2 separate regions of the Pan troglodytes genome follow, and region 1 is linked to region 2. A link is a contact called in public HiChIP or PLAC-seq data. All regions are on one chromosome and are shown on one strand. The core of a region is the stretch at or near the end of the contact, and the rest is flanking DNA. Distances in the headings are between cores, read along the strand shown.

Region 1 (5,058 bases), core at 2,513-5,012, 390 kb after region 2:
TTTTCTATTTTCCCACAAAGCCAATTAACCAATACACCCAAGAAATAGAACCACAGAGGCCAGTAAAGTACCATGTTAACAGCCTAAGACATAATGAAGGCCCGACTAAGACCTGAATAAGTGGCACTAAGAATGTCAAAGTGACAAATTTGACAAATATTCACACTGCACAGGATGTAGGACTTAGTGACAAGCTGAAAATGGGTGATTAGGTAGAACAAACAAGGATTCCCAAATTTCTGGATTAAGCAACTGATACAGGAAATTTAGTTTTGCACTAACTTAGACCACTAGACACCGAATATACCAAGATGAACATAAACTTCTGCCTCCAAGGAATTCATAATTTACAAGGGGAACAAGCACACATTTACCTAACAACATAGGAAACACAGATAACAGAAACTACCAGAGGAAAAGATTAGGAGAGAAGAACAGAAAAAGTGAATTCATTTCATTTTTTCATATGTAAAACTTGTACTATTTGTTCATATGTAGGTTTTCATGTGTATTATAGAACTAGCACTGCTTGTTTACTATCAAAATATAAATGTCCATACAGGTTATGGAATGGCATATCATAAAAAAATTAAGATAGAAATGTCCAGTAGGCAGTTAAAAATATAGTTTTATAATTCAGAAGACAGGTAAGGAGCATACTGAAACCACAGACAAGACCAGATGATTTAGGAAAAAAAAGTTTTAGAATGCACAAAAAGGCAGGAAAATGAGGAAGACAGGAAAGTGGGGGGTGGACAGAGAAAATGAAAGCAATCAAAGAGACTAAAGAGTGCTCAGGGAGAAAGAGAAACAAAAAAGAATGGCAAAAGCCAAAAGAAGGGATAAAGAAAGTAAGTATTAGTATTGTCATAGAGCTTACAAAGATCAAACACAACGGGATGTGGCATTTGAGGGCTGACAGCCTTTAAAGAGATGAATTATATAATGCTTCTCTTTTATAGTTTCCTCATTCCCATAGGAGGCATATCAGAAACACCTCACCAATTTTCATACTATGCATCTGTGCTCACCAAGCCTATCAATCCGATACTCTGTCATTGGCCAAATCCCCGATATAGTGAATCAAAGTTTCTGCTGGAAATGCTTAATTCCTCAGGAATGTTGGGGGTGGAGGGGCAACAGAGACCGCTTAATTCAGAACAAACTGAACTGACAAGTATCTACAGGAACCTGGAAAAGAGCACCTAGAGAATTAAGAATTTTTAAAAAGCACGGCACCCATAAACCACATGAGGAAAGTATTTCAAGAAAGGAATCAAATGTTATTACAAGTTAAAGGACCAAAAAAGTGTCCATTTGTCGTATGTGCAAGAAAGTCATTGAAAACCTTGCAAAGTTACTTCAATGGCATAGATTGAGGGTGACTGAGTCCCTAGGAAACAGGAAAAAAAAAATCCAGAGCAAAGTAGGAGGCACTATCCTTAGAACGGAGCAGAGACTTGGCCGAGCGTGGTGGCTCACACCTGTAATCCCAGCACTCTGGGAGGCCAAGGCAGGCAGATCACGAGGTCAGGAGATCGAGACCATCCTGGCTAACACGGTGAAACCCCGTCTCTACTAAAAATACAAAAAATTAGGTAGGCATGGTGATGGGCGCTTGTAGTCCCAGCTTCTCAGGAGGCTGAGCCAGGAGAATGGCGTGAACCCCGGAGGCAGAGCTTGCAGTGGGCCGAGATTGCGCCACTGCACTCCAGCCTGGGCGACAGCGCGAGACTCCGTCTCAAAAAAAAACAAAAAAAGAAAGAAAGAAAGGAGCAGAGGCTCCACTTCCGTTGCAATTGAAAAGGCAAGGGAAAAAAGGTGCAACAGATGGTTATACGTTGAGGTTAAATTCATAGGTTTGATGGGCAAGAAATGGAGAAAGTTCACATCTGATGGATCCTCTTTTTCTCCCCAGGGAAGCTTAAAGTCATTTGTTGAGCTTGAAGCGAAAGGTTTGAAAAGGGTAAAGAAGATTTAAACAATCACTGTGGAGAATGGCAGAGAACCAAGGAGGAAAATACAGAAGGCAGAACTGAAGAGTATTTACCGTCCAAGAACTGATTACAATTCCTGAAATACATCCTACTGAAACATATATCCAGTGTTCCACTGTTCACCTGGGGAAGTCCTGTCTACAGTTTAAAATGTCTCCACCTAGAAAGCCTTTTCTGACATTTCCTAACCAGTTTCCAACCCCCAGTTATCATTCTCCTCTGTATTAATGCTCTACTTTATATGCAATCCTACTGCTATCTTACATCACTATATTACAGCACCTACCTTTATAGCTCTACAAGATTATTTCCTCTACTAGATGGTGAACTACTTGAGGGCAAGAATTGCACATGTATCAGGAGCAATTGCAAATATATCAGGGTCTCTGCCTTGTATCTAAAGTTTAAATTCAGTTTAGCCAAGTTTTAGACAGAGACCCGGACCTAGAGTTTCCAACATGAAACAGTTCAGAAAACATCATTGCTTTTGACAAAAGTACATAAATTATCATGAAAAGGCATGTAATTCAGGACGACAATAAAATATTTAACAGTCAGAGAAAATAAACAATAATTTGGAACTTTATTTCATTTATTACCCACTTTGGTCTTCAAATGTGTGCATGTGCTTCTAACTGCGATGATCAATTTAAAAAACATTCTGCACCTACTGTATGCAAGATACTGCTATTCACACTGTGGGATATTAAAAAAAGTTTGCAATACAGAAGAGATTAAAACAAGTATACAAATGATTTTAGTACAAGGTAGAATGCGATAGCCACTAGAGAAAAAATTAAGAACAGGTGAGAAGGGCTTTATTTTTATGCTTATAAATGTGAACTTTATTCTGAAGGATAAGAGATTCGGGACATGGTAACTGGATTGACACAACTGAATATGCTTTTCAAGTATATTATATCTAACTTTTCTTATTTTGGGCAACTTCTCTCCAAACTGACTAGCAATAAAATCTGACTGCTAGATTCTGTACAAATGGTTAATCCCAACCTGAACGAATGTCTCAAACCCTCCCCCACGTGTCACTGTAGATAACTGCCTCATAAAGGAGGGGAAAAAAAACCAGCCTGCAAGAGGGGTCACCTGTACAGTCCATTTGTTAAAGGAGTAGGCGTTTCCAGTTCTACTTTAAAACAAGGCCCTATTTCATTATGCGTCTGCCGTCTGTTCTAGAGCTTACACTTTTGAAGAGCTCGAACGCTACACCCCTTCGTCAAGAACTGCGGCAGCAGCCGTTGGCTGCCAACGCGGTCCACAGGGTTTGGGCTCCCGAAACTTCAGGGAAGCTGGAGGCATGGGCGGGGGAGGGGGGGGTCGAGTTGAAATGAGGAGCACACAGAAACCAAGTGTCCCCAAGACTCCAGAAAAGAGGGAGCCAGTCCCAGAGTAAATAGGTTGGCTAGAACAGTACCCAAGCCAGGGAGCCGGGCGGAGGGGAGTGGTCACGTCCAGACTGGAAAACTTTCTGCAAAGCAACGGGTTGGGTCCACCTCGCTGTCCAGGTGCGGAGCAGCGAAGACCCCCAACCCCACGACCTGGTCAGACCCCGTCTCCTTACCGTCCTGCAGAAGTTCCCGGACTGTCGCTGCAGCCGCTCCAGAGCCTCGAGCTCCGAGGCCAGCTACAGCGACGCTGCCGCCGCCACCTTCCATGTTGGCAGGTGCCGGGTTGATGTCGTCAGCAGCAGAACGGCTCCGCCCAGGTGGTGACGCAGAATCCCGGCGCCGCCCGCCCACCCAGCCCATGGCTCCAGGCCCACCTGGCGAACTGACTCTCAGCCCGCGCCTGGGCTAAGCCTGGCTAGGAGCCGCGCAGGTACTCGAGCAGTGGGCGCCCAGGGTCCGAGTGCTCTGCGCCCAGCGCACCGAGGGAGCCAACGTCGGGCCGGCGCTTTCAGCTGTCTCTCGCAGCAGCTCAGGGCCGCGCCCCCTGGGCTGGCGTCGTGCCCTGGCCAAGGAGAAGGTGGGCACCGGAACGTGGCCGCAGCGCTTATCTGTGAAGCAAGTATTAAACCTCAGAACGGGGGCCGCGCGGCGTAAGGCAGGAGAGCAGAGCGGAGGTTTCAGGGAGCTTCGTTTGCCCTCCACACTCACAAGCGTCACGCGTTAGTTGCTACACAGCTTTATCTGTTCCACGCCTTGATTGGCACTCCTGGGGTAATAAAAGCCCGCAGGAAATGCTTGGGAAGAAAAGTTGCTGGGGATGAACAGTGAAGAGAATTAGGGAGAGTCGATGAAGAAGGAAGTCTGAACCATAAAAGGACCAATAAAACTCACTGTTTCTACCCTCCTTCCTTCCCATGAGACCTTTGACCTTTTGCCTTTTTCTACTTCTTCCTCAGTTTCAGTCACGTGCCAGACTTTTTCTTAATTACAAACTGATAGATGGTCCACATCTCAACTAACAGTATTGACGCTGTAAGAGCATCAGGTTGGTTCCCATTGTATCTTCTTTACTAATACGTTCGCATTTTTGACCTAGATTTCTTTCTTCTAAGATAAATACTGATAAATTAACAGGGTCAGGCAACCACAAGTATGCAAGACAATCTTAAGCTTCTTCGCAAAACGAAGCTGGAAGATAACTTTTTCATTTTGTACAGTAGGTATGTATCCAGGAAACCAATTTTATCCAGTTCCAGAGCTACGTGGTTTTCTACATTCTGTTTCAAAAAGGTGCTATTACTTATCCTGTGCTTATCGCTGTTCTAAGTATTTTATAACTCTAAATGCATTTCATACTCATAACACCTCAGGTAAGCAAGTCTTATGCTACACTGCATTATGCTCTCTTTGTCTCAGAGGATTTTCCCTAGTATGTAAGATCTTAGTCATGATGGGAATAGGGGTGATTCATTCATTACTTGTGAATTAGGAATTGTTTTTCCTTCCTTGGCTTTATTCCCCCCAGTGGAAGATTTTAGAAGAGTGAGTAATATTCATTCATACAGCGAAAGTTTTGACCCCCCTACTCTGCATGCTCTCATGAGTTTACAAACATAAGACTCAATCCATATTCTAAAAGGAGTTAATAGGTAAGG
Region 2 (4,658 bases), core at 165-2,664:
TACTTCCGCTGGTGCAGTCATCTCCTTCCCCTCGCACTAAAACAATACCCTGGCCTCCTGCCAAACTCTTGAGCAGAGAGCAACTCTGGCTGTTTATGGCCCGGATTGGGTGCTGCAAGAGGCTTGGGCCGCTCTAAGTGTTAGCAGAGGCCCGGAGGAAAAGAAGAGGCCCAAGCTTTAAAACACTCCCTTCCTCCGCCCCCTCCCTTTTGTCCCAGACACCAAAACAAACGAGCTGATACACGTGTCCCTATGACTCTTGTTTACTATCAAGACTGCGCTGTGCGAGCGCCTCTGGGATATGTAGTCCAGCTCTTCCCCGGCCAGCAGTCTCCCACAGCCAAGGACCAAGGCTTGAGACTACGAACCCACAATCCATTTCGGGGACAAAGTTTGGCTCGGGTCCCCGGACTCTCGGCAATAGTCCAATCCGAAGCACTTACTCTTGTGATTGACATGCCATCTTCTCCAGTAAACACAACACAAAAGTCAATACATGCCCGCCCCCCGAGACGGACCACGGTACCACCCAATGGGAAAGGGGAAGAACCGAATGGCAGTTCTGCAGTCCAATAAGAGGGCGAAAGAGCTGGGCGGGGCTCAACCCCAATGGGGTTGAGGGGAGGGGGAAGACGAAGCTTGAAAGACTTGGTAATGGCGACGGGTTTGGTAAGTAGGAAAGTTTCGGTTGAGGACTAAGAGCTGCCGCGGGAGCAGTAACCCGCGCGGGGGAGGCCGACGTCGGTCGGAGAGGGGGTACGAGAGCTGCTGGTGGTGTTGTCGTGGCCGGAGCGGCCCGCGCCTGGGCTGCCGGCACTTCGCGGCAGGTTTGTTGTCTTTCAGTTCGGGAAGAGGTGGGGGTGGGGAAGGGAGGGGCAGGAGCGCGGGGGATTGGGCAGACGGGAGGGCTCGGGTCCTCGTTCCTTCTCCTCGGAGGGTTGCCCTTGGGGTGGGGGCAGTTAACCGTTCGATTGGTGCCCGCGGCGAGCCCACCGGAGCAGCGTCTCCCGCGAGCTCACCTGGGCTTCGCGGCGGCGGCGCTAGGGGGTCTCGGGCGGGGGCCGGGAGGAGGCAGGGGGAGGGCGAAGTTCCGGGCCAGGTCGCGCGGTGGGTGGCCGGGCCGGGTGTGGAGATGGGGCGGGCCAGGGCGGGGGAAGGGGCCGACGCGGCGCCGGGGCTGCCCAGGAAAGTTTGACTTCAACTCCCCGTTTGTGGGCGGAGGGTCGGAGCTTGGCCAGGGGTGGGGGGCTGGCCGGAGGTGGGGGACCCCAGTGAGGCGCCGCCTCCTTCTGGACTGAGGGGGCTTCTGGCTGAGCTGAGGAGCTCGCGGAGCCGCTGGGCCCCGGGGCTCATTGTTACGCAGTTCGAATGAATGGGCTCCCAGGCGCCTGCGCGCTGGGGCTGAGCCGAGGGGAAAAACAAGCCCGGAGTCCGGGCTGCGGTCACATGATGGGGGGAAGGGAGGGGAACGCGATGAATGGCGAAAGAGGGTGGGGGATGGACTTGGCGTGAACCGGGAGGCACCGCTCTGTGTGACCCAAGGAGGAGGCTTGGCAGGCGATTCCAGTCTCCGCCTTTCAACCTATGCTGCCACCGCAGGCCGATTGAAACAAAACAAAACAAGCCAGGCGAAGTGGACAGCAAGGTTTTTGTAGCTTTAAATGCTGCGTGCTGTCTAGGGTGTTTCACTCTCCGCTGTGCACTCTACACTCGAGTTCATTCTTAGGGAGTTTTCAGCTACAGTCGTTTTTAGAAGGAGCACTGACAGCCAGGTAATACTCAAGTTTTCTGTTTGTTTTGTTTTTGGCTCATGGTGCCACTGGTGCCAGGACGAGAGGAGGCTTAGAAAAGGAGTTATACATACTGGGAAGCGATGGAGTCCTACTAACAGCTCGGATGGAGGCTTTAGCTTTATTAATACTTCCCCCTGAATAGCCGTAACCACTCCTAATAGTGGTTTTGATTTAAAGGTACTTTTTGAGAATTAGAATAATTTTAACATTGGAAATACTTTTCTGGTCATTTAACAGTGATCTAAATCTGCAATGTATGTCTTGTACTTTTGGGTTTTTTTGCTATTTTCCTTTATCTTGCAAATGAGTGTGGTAGAGTCGGTCATCTGTTCAGTTGCCTTGGTTAAACTCAGTTCTTGCAAGGTAGACAGTAGTTGACAAAATTTCAAGGAAATTTGAATTATATTGAGAATTAAATCCACTCCCTAAAGTTTTTGGGTTATGTTATACTTTTGAGGAGCCGTTTAACCACTTTAAAGCAAAATATTGTTTGTGCTTACTCGACTGATAAATTATAGAATGAAGTTTTGATTTCACTTTCTAGTTTCGTCTTAGTTTTGTAAACCTACTTATCTTTTCTGTCTCGAAAACCCTTCCTCTTTCTTAACTTCTCAAACTCCTAACTACATACCCTAGTTAAAAGGGTACCTTCTCCCAGGATTGCCCACCTACATGTCTCCGCTATCCTGTGTGCTTCACAGGGCATACCTCTCAGACTTCAAACATGATACTGTCACTGTAAGAGTTGTTTTCTTCACTATATACATATGTAATATATAAAATATATAACATATACATGTATATATAAAATATATAAATATACATGTATATATATAATATATAAATATACATGTGTATATATATATATATTTTTTTTTTTTTTTTTTTTTTGAGAGGGAGTCTCGCTCTGTCGCCAGGCTGGAGTGCAGGGGTGCGATCTCGGCTCACTGCAACCTCCACCTTCTGGGTTCAAGCGATTCTCTTGCCTCAGCCTCCCGAGTAGCTGGGACTACAGGTGCGCGCCACCACTCTCAACTAATTTTTTTGTATTTTAATAGAAACGGGGTTTCACCATTTTGAGCAGGATGGTCTCAATCTCCTGACCTCGTGATCTGCCCGCCTCGGCCTCCCAAAATGCTGGGATTACAGGTGTGAGCCACCGTGCCCGGCCTACTATATTTTAACTTCTTTGGATTCTTTCCTCACTAATCGAAGTGGCCAGTGAAGAAGGCATATGGCACGATGGCATGGACTTACTAAACTGCTCTGTGCTGAGGTTCTTCAGGGTGAATTGCAAGCTGGTGTTTTGTATATGTGTTTGAAATAAAAATACTGGTACTCCCCTCTCCACCCCACGCATACATTATCCATTAGAAGTTACTACTGTCCCGGCACGGTGTCTCACGCCTGTCCCAGCGCTTTGAGAGGCTGAGGCGGGTGGATCACCTGAGGTCAGGGGTTCAAGACCAGCCTCGCCAACGTGGTGAAATTGTCTATTAAAAGTACAACAGTTAGCTGGGCATGGTGGCGCACACCTGTAGTCCCAGCTGCTTGGGAGGCTGAGGCAAGGGAATCGCTTGAACCCGGGAGGCAGAGATTGCAGTGAGACAAGATCAGGCCACTGTACTCCAGCCTGGGCATCAGAACGAGACTTCCTCTCAAAAAAAAAAAAAAAAAGTCAATGCCAGGAATTTTATGTCTGTTAAGTATGAAAATGAGTATTTACTTAGAATGGAAAAATAAATCACAATGAATTAAAAAAAATTAAAGCTGCCAGATACCTGCTTATCACAAAATTCAGGGAAAAATGGCATACTCTAATATTCTTATTAATTGCCTGTATCAGTAACATTCACATTTTTCATATACTTATCAGCATTTACTTTGGTGCTTCATAATTTCTACTATCATTTTCTATAGAGAAACTAGAAACATAATTTTCTCCATAATTGTGGTTGAGTTTTTAAAAGTTATTGATCATAGCTTTAAAAAAAAGCTTTTCCCACAAGTTTTTATAGATAATGTAAAAATGTTTAGGAGTTTATCTTATACTTTTGAGGAGCCATTTAACCACTTTAAAGCAAAATATTGTTTGTGCTTACTCGACTGATAAATTATAGAATGAAGTTTTGATTTCACTTTCTAGTTTCATCTTAGTTTTGTAAACTCAATGAACCACATTATGGAGAAAATTATGTTTCTAGTTTCTCCATAGAAAATGATAATAGAAATTATGAAGCACCAAAGTTTAGGAAAACAAGTTTCATAAGAATTTTTAGATGATGTCGTTTTAATATGTGACTTATCTTATATGACTCATCTTAAATACTTATTTGAATTGACAGTACTCCTAAAACAGTTTGTGGATGACTGCTTCTGCTATTAATGGGTTTTCTATTGTCTTGATCAATATAGTATTTCATGTTGAATGAGCATGAAATTACTAAGAACTTGTATAGATGTGGATTGGGCAGTGTCTGTGGGATGTAATATCTTTTATACCTACAACAATTCTGATAGGTAGATAGGTACTAGTCCCATTTTTTTTTTACTTATTTTTAAAAATTTTTTAGAGATGGGATCTTGCTATGTTGCCCTGGTTGGTCTTGAACTCCTGGCTCAAGCGATCTTCCTGTCTTGGCCTCCCAAAGTGCTGGCATTGCAGGCCTGAGTGACTGGGCCTGGCCACTAGTCTTATTTGCAAATTAAAAAAACAGGTCCAAATAAGAAAACAGGCCTAGAGATTTAATTGTTCAGGGCCATGAAAGTGGTAAGTGACCAAAATGAATCCACTAAGGGTTTTTGTTGTTGTTTTGTCTTTTCTTGTAGCCCTGTGGCAAACTAGAGTTGTAGACAAATACCTGT

The links. HiChIP or PLAC-seq counts read pairs in DNA pulled down with a chosen protein or histone mark.
Region 1: an H3K4me3 HiChIP or PLAC-seq map of stem cell-derived excitatory neurons shows a contact between it and region 2, with 4 times the contacts expected there. The contact joins the promoter of COG5 here to the promoter of HBP1 in region 2. A contact is called at or near these places in 1 of 7 Hi-C or Micro-C datasets (stem cell-derived neural progenitor cells) and 1 of 1 datasets of contacts at active chromatin or transcription factors (stem cell-derived excitatory neurons).

What each region holds. Positions count from the first base shown.
Region 1 is chr6:122,937,647-122,942,704 of NHGRI_mPanTro3-v2.0_pri, forward strand. It overlaps COG5 (component of oligomeric golgi complex 5), which reads right to left and starts at 3,763. Exons shown (of 22, transcript XM_519305.8): 1 at 3,577-3,763. The coding sequence starts at 3,763. BCAP29 (B cell receptor associated protein 29) reads left to right here and starts at 4,331. Exons shown (of 13, transcript XM_054687659.2): 1 at 4,331-4,448.
Region 2 is chr6:122,546,508-122,551,165 of NHGRI_mPanTro3-v2.0_pri, forward strand. It overlaps HBP1 (HMG-box transcription factor 1), which reads left to right and starts at 1,415. Exons shown (of 12, transcript NM_001246397.2): 1 at 1,415-1,772.